Linked DNA regions of Danio rerio: region 2 is linked to region 1. A link is a contact called in public HiCAR-type data. All regions are on one chromosome and are shown on one strand. The core of a region is the stretch at or near the end of the contact, and the rest is flanking DNA. Distances in the headings are between cores, read along the strand shown.

Region 1 (6,356 bases), core at 2,554-5,053:
TTTATCAGATTTAAATTTTAGATTACAAGGGCAAACTTTTTTTTTCTTAATGACATACACAGATGAATCGTTCACTACAAAACTGACAATGATGCCATCAGAGGAGGATAATATGAAAGACAGGGCAACTAATTAGGGGAGCTGGATACAGATATAATTATGTTGCCCATTCTTAATAGAAATGTAGCCAAGCAACATTGGTCAAAAAGTTGCCCTGTGTTTTTTCACCTTAATAGTGCTCCACTTTTGGCACTCTATAATGTCTACCTGAGGGAAGCAGTTCAGATTCTGAATACTAAATCTGAGATGTATACAGAGTGGCACCGGGTCCTTAAAAAGTCTTAAATTGTCTTAATGTTTTCAATATGAAATGCATTAGAATTCAGATTTGATAGATTCTAAATATTTTGTAATAGAAACTATTAGTATTATTTTATTAATAATATTAGTAATATTTTGTAAATACTTTTTAATATTTTGGTTAATGTGTTTAGTCTGATGGACCCAATGACTGTTTATGATCAATGAAAAGCTTTTAGGTATGAAAGTGAAGGTATTAAAAAGTCTCTTAATTGAACCTAAACTCTGTAGACATCCTAGTTTCACATAAGATAATCAAGTATTTCCTAAAAATATCCAACCGCTGACCGCAAATGAATAGTACTCAGCAATTTTGATCAATAAAAACATGAAAACGTGATCAATATCAGATCTATCACATCTAAGCTGAATAAAATGTAACTGTTTTTGTGTTCTCGATGCAACAAGGTTTGAATTTGCATTTTATTTACTGATATAAGGTGTTGATTTAGCATGCATTAAGTTATTTTGCTCATTACTTGAGGGGAAATCTGATTATGTAAGGCATATAACACCCAGCTCTGCTCTGAAGCATTTAAGTTGGCTCTTTGGGACTATTAAAAACCTGTGGCTGATTGCCTTCTTTAAACCTGCTCTGCTCTATAAAGTCTGAATGAGAGCTGTTGTTGGAGTAGATTAGCTTTCAGTAAGAAACCTTTCCTTTTGATAATTCACAGGGCCATTGCAGGACAGCTCAGCCAACGTGATGTAGATCTTCTGAAGTGTGTTTGCGTGCTTGATCCTGCTGGTATTCATCACATTGCAGCACCAAATATCTCCACAAGTGTAGTATTACGAATGCATTTTGACCTTGTGGGGACATATTTTTGTTCCCCATGAGAAAAACGGTGAACAGTGAAATTGCATAGTGTTTTCTTTGTGGGTATGGTGTGTGTGTGCGCGTGTGTGTGTGTGTGTGTGTGTGTGTGTGTGTGTGTGTGTGTGTGTGTGTGCGTGTGTGTGTGCGTGTGTGTGTGTGTGTGTGTGTGTGTGTGTGTGTGTGTGTGTGTGTGTGTGTGTGTGTGTAAAATTGAGAGGAATGTTGTGATTGTGTGGAGTGATATTCACCAGCTGCTGCCATTGTGCTTCATCCAATAAAATTTATAGAGCTACACACACACACAAACAAGTTAGGAAATTAAGGTTTAAAGCAGTGTGCAGATTCTCGCTTGCAGACATTTTCACTAATTGCAATGTGCATGTGCATGTGTGTGTCTGTCTGTTGTTGTTACTGCAGAGATTTCCTAAGAACCAATTAAAGTTTCCTTTTTTTGAAAAGAATCTTCAGTGATTCATCCAAGCTAATATTTTGATCAGTGAAGTTAATCATTTATGTAGGTATGTGAATAAATAATTGCTCAGACCAACTAATAATTCAGTACAAGTTATTGTATTTGCAGATGCTTTTCTATGAATGAAAAATAACTCATAAAAAATCATAACTCATTACAGTTGCTTTATATTAGTTATATCTATATCTTAATCTTACGTGTGGTATTATGAGTTATTTGTAACGATTTTATTGGTTTAATAAACAGACCACTTGAAAATTTTCAACTTTCCTTTTTTTAAAGTCATGTGTTTGACTATAAAGTAATTTTTGTTTCATTCTGTTGACATGTTTGTTTAACTACTGATAACTTTTCTTCCACATTTAAAATAAAATAAATTGTCATTTTGGGTTTTCTGCTGAGAAACGCACCCCTGCCGTAATATGCACCCTCTTCATAAACTTTTATTAGCATTCTCAGTCTACATTTTAAAAAATATTCAAAGGCCAAAACTGATTAAAATTTAATAAAATTGTTATTTTGAGGAATAAAGCAATAACAAGATGTAAAAAAAAAACACATTATAAAACACATTAGGTTTACAAATAAATGTAAAATTAAAAAATTACTGTTGTATAGACTGATGTAATGAGCCTGTTTCTAAAATTCTAAAATTAGGCTTTTTGGTGGGTTTTAACCACACATTAAACAATTTACTTTACTTAATCTCAACAGTATCGTATTTACCGTTAATTAATTTATTAATATATATATATATATATATATATATATATATATATATATATATATATATATATATATATATATATATATATATATATATATATATATATACTGTAAGGGAAAGGTTTCGTTCATGAAAATCACCTCAGTCACTCTCATTAGTTTGTTATAACTGTTATTATTTTTTAAACTAATATTATTTTTAATTATTATTATTATTTAAATCTTGGTTTGGGGTACATTTTACGGCAGGCAATGTTACTCTGCACAACAAGGGCATTGATTTTCATAAAATAACAAAAAGGTGCAATGTTGTTTTCAGACATGTTTTCATAATTCATTAGACAATCAAATACTAATGATTTATCTTCAGAGGAGTTCTGGGGAAATTTTCATATTTAATTTGGAAGAAATGTTATCAGACCTTTGTAGAATAAAACTGTAACATTTACAAATAAAATCTAGTAAATCTGCAGTAAATGAGCATTTTCAAGTGGTCTCTTTTTTTGCATAGCTGTAAATAATTTACTAATATAAATCATATATTAATTAGTTCTACATTTTTTTGACTTTTGACAAAAAATAGGTCACACTTTACAGTAAGGTTGCATTAGTTAATGTATTTTGTATACATTAAGATCAACTAATCTTATAACAATCGCCTTACAACAAGAAGGTTGCTGGTTTGAGCCCCGGCTGGGTCAGTTGGCATTTCTGTGTGGAGTTTGCATTTTCCTACCGTGTTCACGTGGGTTTCCCCCAGGTGCTCCGGTTTCCCCCCAGTCCAATGACATGCGCTATAAGTTAATTGAATAAGCTAAATTGGCTGTAGTGTATAGTGGAAAGACATCCACTATATAAAACATATGCTGGATAAGTTGGTGGTTCATTCCGCTGTGGCAACCCCTTATTAATAAAGGGTCCAAGTTGAATAGAAAATAAAGAAAGAAATAAAGAACACAGTTATTGGTACGTGACTTTGTTATTATAAACTTTTCAACCTTTTTAAAGTGTATGAGTTTCTACAAGTCAGTCCAGATGTCCTCAGTTCAGAGAAGAAGCTCTTCTGTTATCATGTAAATCAGTCAGAACTGTAGAGATTTTTTCAGTTTCAGTTTTAACAGCAATACATGGACATTTTGACGTTTCCTTTCCCTCAAATGACTAATGTCTTCAGTGAGTCCTGTACCAGATTCAACCCGGGAAGGGAAAAGGTTGTTATTCTGTCGCTGTCATTTCCAGCTGTAATGAATGTCTCCGTGTCAGATGTGCCACTGTCTGTGTGTCTTTGTGCATGGAGTGATGTACGAGGACTCCAGTTTTATGTCAAAGAACTGTGTAAAAGCTGCATTTAATCTTGAGGGAGGTTTGTAAATGCACACTCTCGTAGACTCAAGCGCATGTCTCTGCTGCCCCCTGTAGGTGACCTGGTGTCTCGGGCCATGCATCACCTTCAGCCTCTGCACATCAAGAACCCCAGCAATGGCACTCCTGTGCACCAGAACCGCACGGGCTCCGTTCACTGGGAGCCCGAGGCCCTCTATACGCTCTGCTACTTCATGCACTGTCCGCAGATGGAGTGGGAAAACCCTAATGTCGAACCCTCTAAGATCACCCTGCACACGGAGAGGTAAGATTACTGCACGATAATGTATGATAATGTGTATTAATGCACTCGATGGTTATGAAGGGCTCATGCTGATACATAAATAATGAATGCATGGCTGTTTGTATGTTTACTCAGTTTATAAGAGATGCAAATGAATGTGCTGTTGGTCTTTAATTAATATTAATAAGCGTATTAATAAAAAATATTTAATAAGCATGCTTTAATGAATAATTAAGCAAAGCGTCGTCTCACATGTTTAGGACATTATCTCTCATGTATAATTATGGCAAACCACACATGTATGCAACATTTATACATAAATTAAATAAATTATTATATATATTTTATATATATTATATATTTTTATAGACTATAATGTATTATTATTATTATTATTATATTTATTTATTTATTATTTTTTTGTTTATTATTATTATTATTATTATTATTATTATTATTATTATTATTATGTGCTTTAATTGACAAATAGTATATTGGTCTATTGGATTGGTCTATTATATTGATCTATATTGAATCATTACTTAATTTATACTTATCTGTCAAGTCCACAAAGTATGTTCAGCTTAGGTGTAGCCTTTGCCATACAGTCACTCATCCTTTTCCCATACCCTGATGTGCACCTCTCAAAAATGTATCTACATCTTGATGATGCGAAGAAATGTATCTACATGATGATGATGATGCGAAGTGCAAGATCTTTGATTTGTTTTCCCAAGAGAGCCCCTTGCAGCCTTCAGAGAAAATTTACTACTGATGACAGAGCTGTGTTTCTCTGACTAAAAGTGCACGAGAATTAGCTTTTGGTGAATCACGATCCTGATTTCATACAGTAGCATCGCACCGTACGCATGTCCAGCATAAACTCAAACTTTGTGACTGGTGAGACTCTTTCAAAGTCAGATTTACAAATATATCCACTTAATTATTATTTCTATACACATAGCAGGTACATATTGGGCCAAGGAAGAATGTTAGATGTATTGAACAATAAAAACAATTAAATATGCCTCCTAAAAAACTCAGCTGGATGCTTCAGAGTCCAGACTTCCTATAACAAGTGACACACTGCACCACGGCGGATGCGTGCGATCTCTCATTCATATCTCTCTGGAGCGCTATATTGTTAGACTGCCCGCTTCCGTTCAAATTACACCAAAGTTACTGACCGCTACCGTGTTTTATTCTGACATTTATTCCTGAGCCGCATGAAGTGTGGTCGGGTCCCGTGGCTTCTGCGGTACAGCCGCAGGAATGCAGACCTCTAGCCTAAAGTCTTAGGACTAGGGTTTTTTCAGTCAGGCTACCACACTCTATCAACACCATGCCTGGCAGGCCATCTAGATAGCTCACCGCGCATGGTGAAGGTAGATTTTGGTAGGCCGACTGAAAAGAAAACAATGCCCCAAGACTTCAGACCACCAGCTTTCACGAACCATAAGGTTTAGATCATGGGTTACGGCGATTACTCAATGCAGAAATATAAATCAGGCTTAAGTAAAATGTTTTAAAGGTTTCTGAACTATTCTGTATGTGCACCAAAAATGAACAATGCCCCAGATTTTGCTACTAGAAAATGCTAAATATGCTGCAAAAATTGACCATGATTTCCCTCAAAGGGATATTTCACACAAGATTGTCACTATTTACTCTCCCTCAAGTGGATCCAAACCTTAATAATTTTTTTTTTTTAGGTTTAAAACATGCTTTAGTTTATCTTCCTTTGTTTTTCACTAGAAAAAAAAAACTTAAACATATTTTGAACAAGTGAAATCTTCATAAATGGTGACAGAATTTTCATTTTTGGGGTGTCTCACTTTAAGCAGTTATCAATGCCTTATCTGGAGTGCAGAATTTCAAAGAAGAAAAACACCAGCAAATGCATAGCACATCTCACCAGTGTCATAAAACATCCAGTGACCTGCTACATGATGGTGCCACCATTTCCTTCGCATGACGTCTAGTCCATTTCATGCATTACCTTCTTGTTCTGAATGTCAGTGTATCCCCAAGGGTGTTGCGATCACCACAGAGTTACTTCAAATTGCATTGACACTGACGGACAACAAGAAGAACGTGCTGTAGACTCCCATTCCCAGATGCTATGTTTCAGCACAGTAAAGTACAGTGGAGCCCTGCAGGAGCAAAGTGTTAATGGATTGTTTTAAAGTAACATAGAACTTCCGCTGTACATTGATCAATCCATCTGGACATGTCTTCCCTATCAAGTGCCCTTTCTGAACGCCCAGGAAGTGCTCGACAGTATAGGTGCATCCCCTGGGGAGACTCTGCTCTATTTTATTCATTACTTTCTTTCATTTTCACTGAAGAATGAGAAGCTAAAAGAGAGAGTG
Region 2 (6,356 bases), core at 1,463-3,962, 160 kb before region 1:
ATTAAATAAGCTGTGATGCCTTTAAACAGAATGGCGGATATTAGAAGCATAAAAATTTCCTGCTATTAATTATTGAATATTATTTTAACTTGCTTGCATGCACACTGCGTGTAAGGTAATACGTTATGAAATATACGCTGCACTATCATAAGCGAGATGTTTTCAATTAATCAGATATATAATTACAGAGCCGGTCATATTATGTAGTAAATGGTGCTGAAAGGCAAATAATGAAAGCAAATAATTTTGGTTACTGATTGTCACACAATTGAAAAATAATGAGTTTTGTTTGCAAGATAATAGGCGCATAATTAAAATGCTGTTTAAATCCCTCAGATGTCATATCTGCATGTTTTTAATCTCTTGTTACCATGCATGTTTATTAAATGATTGTAAGCACGTTCAAGTCTCAATGAGGTACTTTATCATCTTTCTTTTTATGCATCATTATTTATGTATGAATGTGGCTGTTCCAGTGGAGTGGCAGCTTGAAAAATGTCAGGATGTGTGAAGTTACTTGTGCAATTTATTGCCAGCCATATAACAGGAACCCTAGTATTTGTATAACCAAATGAAACCTTCCAGATGAGGAATGAATCTGGCAAGCTCAACTTAATTACACATTTCTTATTCATATTGTTCTTTTCATCCTGATATAAAGCGGCAATGGTTTCTCTGTGTCCATAAGACGGTGTTCTTATGTGAGTTATACATAAGCACCAAAATACATTGTCGCCTTTGTGTTTCCAGGCAACAGGCAATCATTGGAGAACATGTGAAGGAGAAATCTCAATTAAGAAGGACAACCTCAATATTCCAACCTGCCACTGCAAAGCACTGATTTATCCACAGGCACAGCACATAAGGTAATAAACATAATTCACCAATCTAATGAATACAACACTAATAATGCTCATTACTGCACAGATTGAAGTTAAATCAGTGCAACGCTCTAGTGCTAATATAATTTATGTTAAAAATATACATTTTATTGCCTACAGGTTTAATTAATTTATCATAGGAAAATGACCATCACTTTTTCTCTGTATCAGATCAGTTCAAAATGAATTCTTGTACTTCCATGCTTTTGAAATAGGACTACATTTTTTTCATAAGCTATCAAATTACAGGCATGTAGATGGGTTATTAAGATTAAAATATTAATAAAGGGTGCTCTTCTGATCTATATTGCATTCTGGCTTGTGCTCTTCAAAAAGGACATCACATCTTATTAATTTCCCTGATGCTTTGAAAACTAAAATAGTGTTTAAAATGTCTATACAAGTTATTTTATTTAATGGTAATCAAAAATGGGCAGTTCAGAATCAGAAGTAAAAGATGCAGATTTAACAGTAATGCATTTAGATAAATTACAACACCCTTTTTTATAATGATTACAATTGTGTAATGCATTTTGAATATGATATCTGTGTTCATCCAAGGGTACAATATAGGCTAATTGTCATAAATACAGGTTTTCCTTCAACATTTAAGTGTAAATCGCAGGTTTAAGCAACCTTATGTTTTTTTATTATTATTATTATTATTGGAATAAATTAATCTTTGAAGAAAGTTTTAACATCCAAGCTTTGAACTGCACAAAAGGTTTTTTATGGTGGAGACAAATTGTATGCCTTAGTTATCTGACACAACCTGAATCAGGTGTGTTAAATAGGAAAAGCAATGTGCAGATTGTTGGTTCCCCAGATCTGAGAATCACTTCTTTATGTCTCGAGAATGTTTCTAAAACTAAGACAGACATGGTTCCTTTAGGAGATTGTGCTTATTTTACCGTTTTGTTTATCATTGTTTGTTGTCTTAAACTGAAGAACAATGTAATAAGACAGGTGAGTGGCAGAAATGCAAAAAGGATTCAGAATAAAGGCTATTCGTCACCATCACATATAGATGGCGCCAGACTCGAAGCTATTATCCGCTCTTCGTATTCATTGTCGTTTTCTTTTAATAATGAACTTGAAAGACAGATTGCAGTGCTTCTCACGTCAAAACAGATTTCTTTTTTTAGGCCAGAACACTTGCATAATTAAACACGCCGTCTTATAGAAGTGTTTTAATCCAGTGTCGTATAGCCTGCATGTTTTATTCCAGAATTTTTTTTTTTTTTTGACAATTTTGTAATAATTGCCAGAGTTAAATCTGAGATGGTTCGAGACAGATGAAAGGTGCAGAAGCTGTGCAAGAGAATGCTTTGATCTTCAAATTTCAAAATCATCGCGTAAACATCCTGAGGCTGAAGAGAAGTGTGAAGAGGATGTGGAAGAGAAGTGTTTGAAAGTGATTACAAACTGTAGATTTATGCATTTTATTATTATTTTAGCATTTATTGCATAAACGTCTAAAAGTTATACTTAGACAAACATTATATTAATTTTAACATACATACTATGCATAAAGATATATTAAAATCAAATTGCTTGTGTGCAAAATGTGTTCTTTACATTTTATTTAGAGTTTTATATGTCTAATTCTGTTATAGGGAATATTTGAAGAGGATTCTGTTTAATGAGACTATTTGTTTGATGTACTTTCTTTTTTTTTTTTAATGTTTTGGAGCCTGTTGAAATGATCATGAGTTATTCTGTATCTGCATAGTCCGTCCCTCCATAACAGTGATTTATACACACAGTCCCTCCTGCCATAAGAAAGTGATTTGCATAGCCCCTCCCCGAACGAGTGGTTTCGCAGTGAGTGATGCAGTGGTTGGTGAAGGCGTTCCGAGCTCTTGAATTACGCACGCAAAGTTGGGAGCAGAGGCGCGCGTTGGAGATATTTCTTCCCCGGTGACTTACCAAAATACTAAACGAATTGTCAAATTACGCACGCTTGTATTGGCTATTGGTGTTTGCGCGTGTAATTTTGCTGGCTATACATTCCTCTACTGCTTTGAGGAGAGGGCGCGCCACAGGGACGCGCTTTGGGCTTTCTTTAAAACATCAGGCACAAGCCTAACATTATGAGGTGCAGCCATGGCAGGCAAGGGTAAGACAGCGGCGAGGACGCTGGAGGATTTAACGCTCGATTCCGGTTATGGTGGAGCGGCGGATTCCTTCAGGTCGTCCAGCGTGTCGCTCTGTTGCTCGGACACGCATCTGTCGTATGCGCATGGGGGAAACTGCTGGCATCTGACTGAGTCAATGCACAGCAGACACAACAGTTTGGACACGGTCAATACCGTCCTGGCGGAAGACACGGAGATCCTGGAGTGCTCGGGCCAGTGCGCCAAACTGCCCGAGCTGGAGGAGGACGTGCCGTGGAGTCTTGGAGAGGTGGAAGGAGCGCTGCGCAAAGACGAGGAGCTGTGCGTGGGGAACGCGTCGCGGGAGATCCTGGCCAAGCTCTCCGCGCTGGTCAGCCGCGCGCTGGTGAGGATCGCCCGGGAGGCGCAGCGCATGAGTCTGCGTTACGCCAGATGCACCAAGCACGAGATCCAGAGCGCTATCAAGATGGTCCTCTCGTGGACCATCTCCGTGAACTGCATTACTGCGGCGCTCAGCGCGCTGTCGCTTTACAACATGAGCACGGGTGATAAGTTCAGCCGGGGCAAGTCAACCCGATGCGGACTTATCTTCTCCGTGGGAAAGTTCTTCAGGTGGATGGTGGATAGCCGGGTGGCCTTGCGCATCCACGAGCACGCGGCGATCTACCTGAGCGCCTGTATGGAGAGCCTGTTCAGAGAGGTGTTTACCCGGGTGCAGAGGAGCGCGCTGGTGGAGAAGGAGAACGGAGTGCCAAAGTTTTCCGTGGAGTCCCTAGAACAGGCCATAAACAACGACTCGGAGCTGTGGGGTCTTTTGCAGCCGTACCAGCACCTCATTTGTGGCAAGAATGCAAGCGGTAAATGTTTACTCCAGTCATACAGTCACAGTATGCGCTTTTATTCATTTGTCCAGCTCTAGTCATTGATTCGGGCTGTTTTTTCATGCAATTACTCCGAAATGCACTTGAACTCAGTCACAAACCTATTTTGAGGTCAGTCAGTTCCATCCATCTGCCCACTATCCTCCTACCTCAGTTTTCGATAACATATGAAAAGGTGTTTCATAATAGCTGCCAGCATAATCACATCACTCCACTTTCTCAGTTGGTAATATTGTTCATGATCCCTACTTCATAAATGATGCCTGCTTCACTGCAGCACTGTTGACTTATTTATTTCTCTGGGAGATAAATAACTTCTGTGGGAGGACATGAGTGAATCCCAGCAGGATGTTTGTTTTCAGACTTCTTATTCATTTAGACACTGCAGCAGGTGCAATCACAACAGGAAGGGCATCACACTGACTGCCGCAGTACCTTTTTCCTCCACCTGTTGCAGCGACCTCATTTTTTCTTTATGCTGTATTTGATGGCATAATCAGGGAGTCTTAATGTTAAGACTGAAGATTGTTATCCAGTTCTTGTAATTGATTTTCGGTGATGTAGTGATTCATGTGGACAGGTTCTTTTTATATTTCCAGCAAACCATAAAAATTCATACACTTATGTTGCACTATTTGCTATTCCGAACACGGCTGCAGGAGTTGACACTTGTTTTACATCATCACTGATGTGTCTGACAGCTACAGAGTAGTTGGAAAGATCTAAAGAAGAGAACTGCTTGTCCATCTGCACATTAACACTGTTGATTGCAGTCGTCGGTTCCAGCTATGCTGTTCATAGTATCCATAAATCTTGATGTTATTCCAAGCCTGTACAACTTTATTTCTCTTGTAGGAAAAAAAGACATTTTAAACAACTTAACAACTGTTCTTTTCCCAATAAATAAATAATATATAATAATAATAATATATTATTAATGATATAATAAAATAATATATAATTAATAATAATAATAATAATAATTTTTTTTGGAACTTTGGAAAGACTTTGGAATCTTGAAAAATTAATTATGGTGTTCGCACAAATATTAAATATAAAAACAATTATTAAATATTTAGTATATTTAGCACAGTTGTCAACATAATGATATTTTCTCTGTTATTAGTATATCAGAATTATTTCTGAGAGGTTGTGTGACACTGGAGACTGGAGTAATGGCTTTAAGTATTCATCTTTGCCATCCCAGAGATAATATTTAAATTTGTAACAATATTACGTAATATTACTGTTTTTACTACATTTTCGATCAAATAAAAGCTTAAAAACATATTGAACATTTATTCATTCATTCATTCATTCATTCATTCATTCATTCATTCATTCATTCATTCATTCATTCAATCATTTTCAACCGATTTTCCGTGGCTGGGTAGCGGGGGGGGGGGCAGTCTTAGGAAAGAACCCCAGATTTTTCTCTCCCCAGACATTTCCTCCAGCTCCTCTAGGGGATCCCGAGGCTTTCCCAGGCCAGCAGAGAGACATAGTCTCTCCATCATGTCCTGGGTCTTCCCCAAGGTCTCCTTCCGGTGGGACATACCTGGAACACCTTCCTAGGTAGGCGTTCAAGAGGCATCTGAAACAGATGCACGAGCCACCTCAGCTGACTTCTCTTGATGTTCTCTCATTTTTGGCGGCTTGTTTCCGAGATCTTGTCCTTTCGGTCATGAACCAAAGCTCATGACTATAGTTGAGAGTAGAAACATAGTATGATCGGTAAATCGAGAACTTTGCCTTTTGGCTCAGCTCCTTATTTACCACAACGAACCGGTACATGGACTGCATTACTGCTGCCACTGCACCAGTCAGCTTGTTAATCTCCCGTTCCATCCTTCCCTCACTTGTGAGCAAAACTCTAAGATACTTGAACTCCTTCACCTGGGGTAAGGACTTTCCTCCAACCTGGAGATGGCAAACCACCTTTTTCCGGTGGAGCACCATGGCCTCAGACTTGGAGTTGCTGATTCTCATCTATGTAGTTAACAATATACAAACAGTATATTTTTATATATTTGTATACAATATACAAAAGTTAAATTTGAGTATTTAAAAAAAAATTAGATTAGATTAGATTAGATTAGATTAGACTCAACTTTATTGTCATCACACATGTACAAGGCAACAAAATGCAGTTTAGGTCTAACCAGGAGTGCAATAGCATCAAGTGCAGGATAGGTATAAGTTACAAAGTGCAATTATAGAAAAACCATGGTGATACTTACAGATGGATGTAATATAACCATTATATACATAAAATATATTTAAAAATACATTTAGCAAATATCCCATAAACTTTTAGATGATTAAAAGTTCCAGTTTATATTCATTCAATAATAAAATAGGTACCATGCATGCAAATGTGAATGGATAATAAATGATGGCAGAATTGTGCAGTTTGGAGTAATTCGTTCCTTCAGTACATTTTGGATTTATTCCTTTATTTTGCAAACATTATAATG

Evidence for each region. HiCAR-type assays count read pairs that join an accessible place to other places.
Region 2: a HiCAR-type map of caudal fin shows a contact between it and region 1, with 9 times the contacts expected there. The contact joins the promoter of btbd11a here to the enhancer-like site in region 1. A contact is called at or near these places in 6 of 18 Hi-C or Micro-C datasets (caudal fin, embryo, fibroblasts and 1 more) and 3 of 4 datasets of contacts at active chromatin or transcription factors (caudal fin, embryo and gastrula embryo).

Annotation. Positions count from the first base shown.
Region 1 is chr4:12,419,573-12,425,928 of GRCz12tu, reverse strand. It overlaps btbd11a (BTB (POZ) domain containing 11a), which reads left to right. Exons shown (of 17, transcript NM_001327842.1): 3 at 3,798-4,005. Among named protein-coding and RNA genes, the nearest start is that of cyb5r3, 39 kb to the right of the region's middle. Within about 2 kb of position 3,803, at least 3 of the 62 cell types and tissues checked have an H3K27ac peak or open chromatin away from gene starts, as enhancers often do. A contact at or near this core is called in caudal fin, where this site is marked.
Region 2 is chr4:12,576,937-12,583,292 of GRCz12tu, reverse strand. btbd11a (BTB (POZ) domain containing 11a) reads left to right here and starts at 2,712. Exons shown (of 17, transcript NM_001327842.1): 1 at 2,712-3,855. The coding sequence starts at 2,988.